Regions from separate parts of the Gasterosteus aculeatus genome. Here region 2 is linked to region 1. Evidence: chromatin contacts called from public Hi-C data. All regions are on one chromosome and are shown on one strand. The core of a region is the stretch at or near the end of the contact, and the rest is flanking DNA. Distances in the headings are between cores, read along the strand shown. Region 1 holds the start of smx5. Region 2 holds the start of tprg1 (tumor protein p63 regulated 1).

Evidence for each region. Hi-C and Micro-C count contacts between places; a contact is called where the count stands out from the background.
Region 2: a Hi-C map of skeletal muscle shows a contact between it and region 1, with 8 times the contacts expected there. The contact joins the promoter of tprg1 here to the promoter of smx5 in region 1. A contact is called at or near these places in 6 of 6 Hi-C or Micro-C datasets (blood and trunk muscle, liver, skeletal muscle and 2 more).

The regions. Positions count from the first base shown.
Region 1 is chr8:4,542,931-4,548,247 of fGasAcu3.hap1.1, forward strand. It overlaps smx5, which reads left to right and starts at 2,126. Exons shown (of 5, transcript XM_040183623.2): 1 at 2,126-2,370; 2 at 2,582-2,649; 3 at 2,963-2,993; 4 at 3,108-3,167; 5 at 3,653-4,141. The coding sequence starts at 2,194. The coding sequence ends at 3,778. inpp5d (inositol polyphosphate-5-phosphatase D) reads left to right here. Exons shown (of 27, transcript XM_078107629.1): 24 at 1-53; 25 at 134-310; 26 at 400-836; 27 at 914-1,800. The coding sequence ends at 954. bcl6aa (BCL6A transcription repressor a) reads right to left here. Exons shown (of 10, transcript XM_040183618.2): 10 at 4,596-5,317.
Region 2 is chr8:4,696,057-4,701,516 of fGasAcu3.hap1.1, forward strand. It overlaps tprg1 (tumor protein p63 regulated 1), which reads left to right and starts at 3,587. Exons shown (of 6, transcript XM_078107639.1): 1 at 3,587-4,210; 2 at 4,389-4,950. The coding sequence starts at 4,185.

The DNA.
Region 1 (5,317 bases), core at 876-3,375:
GTCGAAAAGGATGACGCTGTTGCTTCCAAAGGCAAAGGCAGCGACACAAACAGGTGAGGCTTTTTATCGCCCGGCTACCTTTCAAAACGTGTCAAGAGCGACATCGGGGGTTGAGATATCTTTCTGTCTTCAGGTCTTCCGCCACCCAAGCTCATGATATTTCCAACCCAAATTATGTCGGGATGTCCTTTAAAAGTGGGCATGTGGTGGATAAAGGTTGGAGCTACAGCATGCCACCAAAACACATACCTACCGACAAGCAGGGCGGTTACGACGCGGGAAACACACGCAGTCCCGCGGGAAAGCCCATGTGAGTGCCTTTGTTCTGCTGCAGAAAATCACCCCCAAAAAATAGCTGATGTGATTCAGGAGAAAGTGAAAGTGTCCCGTTGTCCCCAGGGCTGAGGATGAAAAGCCGTCAGCGATGTTCGACAATCCGTTATACGGTGCGATGGGAAAATCACGGGCCAAGGACCAAGACCACCCGCCGAAGGACCTCCTTGTGCCGCCAGATCCAAACTTCCCCAGCTTCAAACCGGCAGATAGCGACCCCGATCGCCCCCCAGTGCCGACCCCGCGCCACCGCTCCTTCACCTGCTCCGAGACCAAACCCCCGCCGCCGACCTGCATTCCCTCGCGGGCCTCGGCCCACAAGAAACCAGTGGTGCCGTCGCGCTCAGAGGGGGGGTTCGCGCCAGAACGTCCTCCTTTGCCTTCCAAGTCCCGGCCCGGCGTGCCGGAGCCCCAGAACCCCAGAGACTACAGAGAGAGCGCCGAACTCCTCGGCAAACTCAGGCCGCCGGCGAGACCTGGCCAGCCGCCGCCTCCAAAAGACCGTAGGGAACGCTCGCTTTCTTTCTTTATTTCCCCAGCAAATATAATATGTATAATGGAGCTCTTTGTTTTTCCGCAGTGCACGCTGACGTTCCAAAGGCCGGGCGTTCCGTGAAGTGAAGCAAAGCTGCAGCGACTGTGCAGCTACCTGCTCTGCATTGTTGGAAACATTAAAACCGAGGATACCACTAGCTTAGCATAGAAACCCGTAACAGTGGAGCATATAAAGCTCGTCCATCACCAGTTCCTTCGGTTTTTAGTCCTGATGCTAAGCTAAGCTAACTGTCCACTGGCTATTATTTCATATTCTTTGCCCTAACATGAGCCTGGCCTCAGTCTTGTTGTCCAATTCGTGGCAAGAATGAAAAATGGTGTGAAACTTTTCCCTTGAAGTTATATAAAAAAAGAGCAAAACATTTATATTATAGAAAGATTGCATTAAAACGTGGGTTTGGAATCAAACTGCCCATTCGATAAACTTTACATATCATGTGGAGAATTACACTATACAGTAGCTGACAAATGTGTACCGCACAGTATTATCCTCCACAGACATGAACATGTCTACCATGAAGATGTACAATAAATTCTCAGGTGCTAACAAACAGCAACTGGATTTGGTAGTTTCAGATCTATATCACAAACTCATCTCAACAGTCTGAGACAAGATGTAGTTCTTCATTGTTTGCTTCCATCTGCTGTTGCATAAAAGAACTGCATGCAGTCCATATATGAACCCCTAAATAATCTTAATTCTCATGTGGTTTGATCAGTGTGTAAATGTAATCTGCACATTCACATATTTGCTCATGTGCACAAGCAAGGAGACAAGAGTTTCTTTGCCACTTCTCTTTTTCTTTAAAATTGAATATAATTTCTACAACTATTGCATATTTGTTTCTATCCTTAATCCAATTATTGCACCTCCTGAGGAGATGAATAAAGAGGACGATTACATTTGCTGCATACAAATGTATTTTCTTTACAGCAATCCCACCAGGATCACCTATAAACACATGAGTTACTTTTTCATCTGAGACGTAGACGTATGTAACCATTCACAATGGGCCCCAGGCAGACAATGCTTAATGTCACGGGTCAACAGGTCAAAAATGTGCAATCATAGTAAACCCTGCAGGGTTTTAAAAGATATTCAGAACATTTATAGTTGAAGTTCCTGTGCCTCAAGATCTATAAAGAAACTTGCTGAAAAGCCTTGCAGGTGTCCACAGTACTAGCAGACATAATAAACACTTACGAATATGTAATATCTCCCGAGTCCAACAGATAAACCGCCTGATAGTAATTCCACGGACTCACTTTGATGCCACGTGGCTGACTAACACGCGTTATGGTCCCATGGTTCGCGTAACAAATCACAATAGACTTCGACAGTTAAGCGTCAATCCCGCTGACACGGAGCGCATCTCTGGCGCCCTCGTGTGGTATTTGTCAGTAGCTGCACCCCGATTGGGCGCAGCAATATTACGTCATCAGCACTCGACGCACATCCGCAAGAAGCCAACAGCAATAATGGTAAGAACTACGCTTTGGAAATAGTCATTTGTTCTAAGTTTCCATTGAATGTCTTATTTGAAAAGTCGCCACGCCGCTAGTCAAGTATTTATATCTCACCACACAGCCGAATGGGGTTGATTGTGTTTGCTGTCTGCATACAGGTATCGTGCTTAGCATGTAGCCCGATGCTAACAAGAGCGTTGTCATGTCGTTGTGTTTCTTTTTCTAGCTTTTCTACTCGTTTTTCAAGTCGCTGGTGGGGAAGGATGTGGTGGTGGAGCTTAAAAACGACCTGAGGTTAGTATTTTCCGAGAAAGTCGTGTGGCCTTTTAACACCGTTCGATTTAGCCGCCATTATTTATCGTTAGCTGTGGTGGAAGAAAGGTGTGCACGCTTCAAATGACCCTTCTGGCTAACGTGAACTATTGTAATGTCTTGGAATTTGAATACAGTATAGTTTAAAAATAATTGGTTATTCTTTATTTTTGGTAAAATATATTATAGTAGACTGCATGTGTAGGCCAGTGATTAGAACACCTCCGCTCCGGTCAGCTGTATTTCTGATCTAGAAACGTCTCAATCGGTTTAATGCTGCCGTCTCTCCTTCCAGCATCTGCGGGACGCTTCACTCCGTTGACCAGGTTGGAAATCGTGAACTATTTCCCTCACTTTGAATAAAAGCTGTAAGAACTGCGGCTGTTCGACGTTTATTTGATTGACGAATTATGACTTATCTCTGCCTGTGTGTTTTTCAGTACCTGAATATCAAGCTCACAGACATCAGTGTTACTGATCCAGAGAAATATCCACACATGGTAAGTCTTTGCTATCACCCGCTGTCCCTTCTTTTGAGATATACCTATTGAAAACCCTAAATGTTCAGTGTGAGATCTGAACTATCCAGGCCTTTGTTAACAGACCCAAAAAACAAACGGGACATTGTTTGATCGCCTTGAAGCTTCGTGGCTTTTGTGAGAATTTCCTTTAAACATGATTTTAAGGTGGGGTCTCGGAGCCCCTCGCTGTAAAACAATGCTCCGGACAAGGATTTCTCTTAAATCCCAAATATACACACTTTATGAAGGTAATATGAAATATATGTAAAATAAATGTATATATTACAATACATTACAATATAATACAATATATGCATAACATGGCAAACATGCCACACAAAAGAATTTGTCACACACTAAACTCCATCTAACAGAACGTTTATTCGGACAGATCTGCATTTGTGTTCTCGCTGCCTTGAATGAATTCTCTTCAAACTGCGCATTTTGATTTTTCTTTTTTCTAGTTATCCGTGAAAAACTGTTTTATCCGTGGATCGGTGGTCCGGTACGTTCAGCTGCCCGCTGACGAGGTGGACACTCAGCTCCTGCAGGACGCTGCGCGAAAAGAAGCAATGCAGCAGAAGCAGTGATTAACCCAAAGGATGTGGGGGGGTCGGGGTCGGGGGGGGTCAAGGGGTTCTGACCGTGAATTCTTATATAGTTTTGAGTTACATTCAAGGTGAGATAGTTTGTGCATCTCTTGTGATTCAGCAGTGTTGGTCATGTTCTCCTAATGTTAAGAGATCAACAGTCATGATTGGAAGTGGTCTTCAGCGGGGCAGGAAGGCGTCATTTGGTACCGACTTTTGGTTTTGTGTGAAAGAATCAGGACTAAATTCAATTTTTTGAGCCCTGTAGAGGTAAAGATATGTTTCTAGTGTTTCCGTTGCTTTCCTTTGAAAAAATGACTTTTTTTTACTATTCCACTTCAAAATAAAACCCTATTTTATTTACATGTTCATGTTGTCATTCACAAATGTTTTGGGGATTTTAGTTATCTGAGAAACTGATAACTCTTTGCCACAAAGTGCTCTCGGAAAGAAGGCATTTTGTAAACGTCTGCCTTCATGGGAAATGAAAATGAAAATCCCACGGCCTCATCGTGCTGTATCAAAATCCTCAGAGTGAAGCCGTGACAGCGCGTCCTAAAGCTGGTTCAATCATGTAAATCGCTAGAATCACAATTGGTGCTAATCTCACCTTTCTGTTGATTGCCGCTTCCCTTTGGAAATAAGTAACGTTTCTCCAAAAATTCCACTGTAACAGGATTCTGTTGCTCGGACGCGTGGGCCGGTGTTTAGCTGTGTGGACTCATGAGCCTCGCTCACCGTTTCTCGACATCCGGTGAAATCAAACGGCGCTTTACTCCTCCGAATAAGCCTCTCCCATTTCAATGTGACACTGCTGTTACATAGAAATCCAATACCTTTATTTTACATTCATACATCTAGAACATTGTACAATAACTTTAATGCAGTTTTTTTTAATAAAGACCAATTCAAAAAACAAGTCCTGAAGATTTACAATGATGAATTTTGCATGTTTTCAGGTCGGTGACAAGCATTTAAATACACGCACACACACACACACACGGGGGGGTCAGGGGGTTTTGGGACAAGTGCTGTCCATGGGTACCTTTTTAAATAGCGCTGGGCGGACTGGGGGACGGATTCAGACACCACAGAGAAAGGCACATTGAATACACAAACAAAACAACTTTTGACACGTACACAACTTTACTGTAGGATCTAGAACAATGAGCAAAACTGTAAACCTTTACCTATGGAAAATAAACAAAACCAAATTCACATCTATACAAATACACTCAAAGCAAAATATTTTCTTGGTCACAACAAAGCCTTCAAATGCATTTCCACACCTGGATTGGCTCCGCCAGCAGAGAGCAACCCCACAGATAATTACACAATATGTCACAATATTTATGCTGTTTGCCCGCTTCATGTGCGCCGATAACGGTAAGAGTACCTCATGCATAATCAGACCGCAGCAGTCTTCTGATATGTTTGACAAAATCCAATTAGCACATTTTTTTTCTCCTCCACCTCTTCACATGAATATGACAACTCGACACAGTGCAACGTGTACGTACATTTAAAAAAATGTGTAGA
Region 2 (5,460 bases), core at 2,337-4,836, 150 kb after region 1:
TGAACTTATAAGACTCACTCCAGGACCCGTGAGGGGAAACAACGCTTGATGAAGGAATCTGCAACTGCTTGTATCGCCTCCCCTCCCGTTCTGCTGCTATGATTTAGTATCATGCGAATAAAAACATACCGTACGGACAATGTGTAGTTATTTCTTTTAATAAACTAAATCAATTGCGTCTTATAACTACTGGATTTCATTAAGTTGACTGCAGCCAGTTTGGTTTGTTGACAAATTCCACTTCAGCTCTTTTGCTGAAGTGGAAGTTATGCTAACTCTCACAATATTTTAAATGTTCTAAATTATGTTATTTGAACAAGCCATGAGCCTGTATTTGGTCTACGTATTAAACGTTTGATATAATGTCTTAACTAAGCTTTTCATGATGCCAGTAGAGTGATTGTCAGACAAAGTCAAGCTGGCGTCATTTCTCCATATTCTTGTTACTTGTAACTTCATCCCTAACAGGGAGGAGAATCTCCTCAATTGACAAAAGAAAAGAAAATAAGCGCATTTTGCAAAATGTCAGACTTTTCCTTTAATTAGAAAAACCCACACTTTTTATTTATTATTTATTTTTTCTTATGTGTGTTTAATATATTCAGCGCTTAACCCCAAATGTGAACCAAACATTCATGTGAGACTGTGTCTCCAACCTGGACGTAGAGGGTCAGGGCCGAGACTCTTTTATCTTTGAGAAATCAACGCCACGCTGATTTACTGTACGTGTGTACTATCACTTTCAGGCTCCCCTGAAACGTCCCTGTGAACCCGAAGCTGACCGGTCAGGTCCGGGTCTGACAAACCGTTGTCTGCACTCATCTGGACGAGGAGCCTCCGGGCGGCAAACACTGCGCTCAGCTCACGGTCGGTGTGTGCAGCCACATCGTTGTCCTCACAAGACAACACGCACTGGTCCCGAGATGCACGTTGCTGTCTGACAGAATGAAGTGTTCAAATGCGATGCAAAAGTTAACCATGAGAATTGCAAAATTGTATGTAATGTAAAAAGATAAATCTAAATATATATTTATGGGAAACTTTCCTTAATGTTGCTTTACTAGCGTGATATATTACCTTCCTGTTGCTTTGCAATAATATCCAAACAGCGTGACTCATACGGCTGCTCTGACGATTCCTTTTTTTTATTTTTAGCGTATTTTTCTGTTGTGAAAACAAATGAAAGAAGACCGAAACCTAGACTCAAGCCATTTGCCATCACAGACAATTGGGGCTTTTGCTGAACTAAATCACTGAAGGTTAGGAGTTTTCCAGCTCATTAGGCTTGAGCAGAGTTAACGAAGCCCATCGCCCGCCCCCCCCCCCCCCCCCCCCCCGCGCTCTGGTCCCAGCATTACTCACAGGCTAAGCAGGCAAAAAGAGGCTGCCGGTGTTGCTACGCCTCAGCAGGCCGCTGCGCGCACACCCATCGTGACCGTGGAACCTATGGGGTCGCAGAGGTCTAGGCAACAGCTGCTGATCCCGTGTGCGGTCGATCAGGCCTTGCTGCGACGTGGATAAACAAACACATACGTGCTGGGACACACTTGAATCACTTCCATCCAGCAGGCACATTGGTTTAAAGCCCCGGACATGTTTGTGTGTATGTTTTGAGTTGTCAAGTCAATGGATGTCATCTCACAGTTGATGCTCCAGCCCAGATTCAACCAACTCGTCTTTGCTTTCCACAAGTGTACGACAGGCTCAACATGAAGAAATATAATTTACATGTTAAAATGATTTCTTCTCTTTCTTTCTTAAATGATTCTCATTTAAAAGGTGATATACAAATATGTACTCAGATAGGAAGAAGAACACATTTTAAAACAACAGGTTGATCGCGAAGGCAGTGCTGGTAGATCGCCTGCCATTGAAAATAAATCATGCCGGGTCACCCGCACATGCGTTGTTTCACGGTACCATGAGGTTTTCTACACGCGTGATACGAGGCTGATATGAAATATATGTATGAAACATATTGTTATATTTAGAAATGTTGCCATGTGTCTTCTGCACGTTTGGTCTTTAAGAGTTACATTATTTTTTATATAAATGCAGTAACTTGCCTCTTTCTGTATTTGAAAAACAATATAGCAGCTGAAAATTATAGTTCAGGATCAATAGGGTGTTTGGGGGCTTGTGTACAAAGCCGTACAGTGCATCACATGATATATAACGTTGCACAGTACAACTATAAAAACAAATAAGACTGTCTAAGATGCACTTAAACATATGAATATGATAAGTTACTGGCGTCTACAAAGGACAGCACATGCTCACAATGCAATCATGCTGTCCCATTTCAATGAAAACATCCACAGAAAATGTGACATCTATTATTTAACCTATTATTAATTCATAGTAAATTCCATTGGTGATAAACATGTATGTGACAACACTAAAAAAAACTGCATGGAGACACTGAAGTATGAACCCAAGGCAGCAGTGAGCATTTCCAGCTATGTAGTGTTGATTTCCTTGGCCTAGATACAAGAACATGGAGCATTTGTATCCTTGCTCCTCCAAATGATGTGATGCATCATGGGTCAAAAGGGTTTCCAAGTTCAACGGTTTACGCAGAGCAGGAAGCAGAAATCCACTGATCTGACGCAGCCATGCTGAGATACTAAAACTGCCACCAGGTCTGTGATTCAATTATGCTGCGGTCTTCAGTTTGGTGTTATCACTGTATTGAGTAAAGGAAGGGGATCAAAAGGTTTCATGGAGATTTCTTTCTTTCACAAAAAGTCCAGCTTCTTGTTAGAGCAGAGTAAAACTTCTTATTCAATCATCTCAAAAGCAAACATGCTCTGGACTGAAAGAAGGAATAACATGACAGCAGACTTAAAAAAAAAACATAACCAACACGATGGTTTCATTATGTTCCTGTCCAGTTGGATTGTGAATTTCATTGAGAACTATAAAATGATATTTCTCTATGACAGTGTGGGCACGTTAAGCTTGACGAGATCCAACCACACACATATGATGAATATTATGAAATTTGAGTGTAAATAGTCATATTGAAGAAGACATAACCATGGTAGTAATCATGGTAGGTGGACCTGCAATCTCAGGCACACATGCAATAATTATGAAAATTGAATGTTCCTTATCAAAAACACTAACATGTTGTGGACAATAAAGCCATATTTTGTATCAAATAACCACTTTATTACGGACACTTAGCAGAGCAGTGTGTGGGAAAACTATTATATTAAATGAAGGAAACATATTCAAGGCAACTTATCATTGTACTGATATGTGTGTAGATGTTTGGCCATATATAATATGACCTCAATTCATCCTTCTGCTCCATTTTCACGATGATTGTGATTCTGATGGGGACACCAAAGGCACTTTATAGTACCCAGGCCCACGAGAGGCAGGAAACTACAAAATAAAACAGGAAAGAAACCCACACGGTGACATAACTAGGACAATAAGAGCATCCGGTTAAAGCTCTGTTGCTATGGGTTTGGCTGGCTTGTTGACTTTTTACACTATAGTCAGATGCTAACTTCTGTCTGATTTGGTAAGAAGATCAAAATATTTTCTATTTATGAAAAGGATAATGGCTATTTTCGTCATTTAATTCAGTATTCATGGAAGGAAGCTCCCTTCAGGCAGGTAATCATAAGCCGTTGGCTGGAATGTAACTTATAAAACACCTCATTTAACCCTCAAGCAGACTGGTGACGTGGACATCTCTGACTACCTACTTTTTTGATGAAAAAAAAACTATGAAATCGAACGAGGACATATTAACTTATTGACAGCAGGGTGTGTCGTGGGTACGTTGCCTCCTAACAGGTAGATCTGGTCAGGCAGGTGGAGGAACAGACGCAGTGAAATGCGCTGTGTCCGTGGACCAAACCTCCACCTCCACTCGCTTCATTCACAAACCCCCTCCAGTCAGTACGGAACCAGCCGTAGACGTTAGCGAGCCGATTCGCAGACTGGTGCCGGTGCAGCTCGCGCACCGTCGACAGAAAGCAGTAAAACGGCCCGAGTGTCGCGCTGCGTCGCGCACGCGCCCAACAACGCACGTTGGTCGGAACAAGGAAGTTAATTCACCTGCGCCGCTGTCCGGACCCGCTGAACCCTTCAACCAGACATCACAGCGACAAGTAAGTCCCTCAACTCTGCTTTAACTCAATCAAAGGGGATTTAACTTCAGCGACATGAACGTCAGGGTGAGTGTGACAGGGTGAGTGTGACAGGGTGAGTGTGACAGCGATTCTCGATACCGGGGAAGTTGTGCCCCCAACGTGACTGTTGGAGGCAAAGCTTTAAACACAGGCCTCGCAGCCGTCATTAACCTTTTTAACTTGGTATAAATATCTGTTACACAAGTGTTGCTAATGTGGACACACGTGTCGTTGAAGCCCCGACATGGCAGCAGCCGAAGAGGAGAGAACGAAGCCCGGCGAAGAGGAGAAGCAGCCTCCGCTGGGCTCTCACACGGAGCCGCCTCCCCCCACGGAGGACCCGCAGCAGCCTCCCCCCACGGAGGACCTGGGTCACACGGAGCCGCCTCCCCCCACGGAGGACCTGGGTCACACGGAGCCGCCTCCCCCCACGGAGGACCCGCAGCAGCCTCCCCCCACGGAGGACCTGGGTCACACGGAGCCGCCTCCCCCCACGGAGGACCTGGGTCACACGGAGCCGCCTCCCCCCACGGAGGACCTGGGTCACACGGAGCCGCCTCCCCCCACGGAGGACCCGCAGCAGCCTCCCCCCACGGAGGACCTGGGTCACACGGAGCCGCCTCCCCCCACGGAGGACCTGGGTCACACGGAGCCGCCTCCCCCCACGGAGGACACGGAGCCGCCCGAGGGCCCGGAGGAGCGGGCAGCGGAGGTCGGAGCCGCCCGCCCCCCGCGGGGTGACTCCTCCGTGGAGCCCTCTCTGCAACATTTTAAGATAAGAAGATTCTTCGTGCTGAGGGTAAAAACTTGCGGTAGTAGGCTATACTACATTTGACATCTGTCCTTATTACTATAGTTGCATTTGACTTATTTAGTGTTTATTGTTTGTTTATAGTTACAACATAACATGCAGTCCCAGAGTGGACTTAATAAGGCTCATTCTTGTGTGCAAGTCCTTTAACTACTTTGCGGCTTAGGATATTTCCTTAAAGAATTCTTTTTATGAGACACAGTATTCAACCCGCCTGCATGTGAAGCTGGTGAAAAACCTGTTACATGACCTGCTGCTCACTGTTTACTTCAAGTTGTACAGCTTTGGCACTGTAGTGAGTTTGAAACTGGTGATGTACTGGTTTTTATACGATTTAGCGCAAAAGTGCGACAACATAATGCTGTTATGGACACTTATTATATTTTCGGTGGATGGTGCAAGTATTTTTTTTTGGAACAAGTTCCAATCTGGGTTGGCTTGCTACAGGTAGTCCTCTCGGGTCGGGAAAGCACTTTTTTCAGATTGCTGTAAGACCTC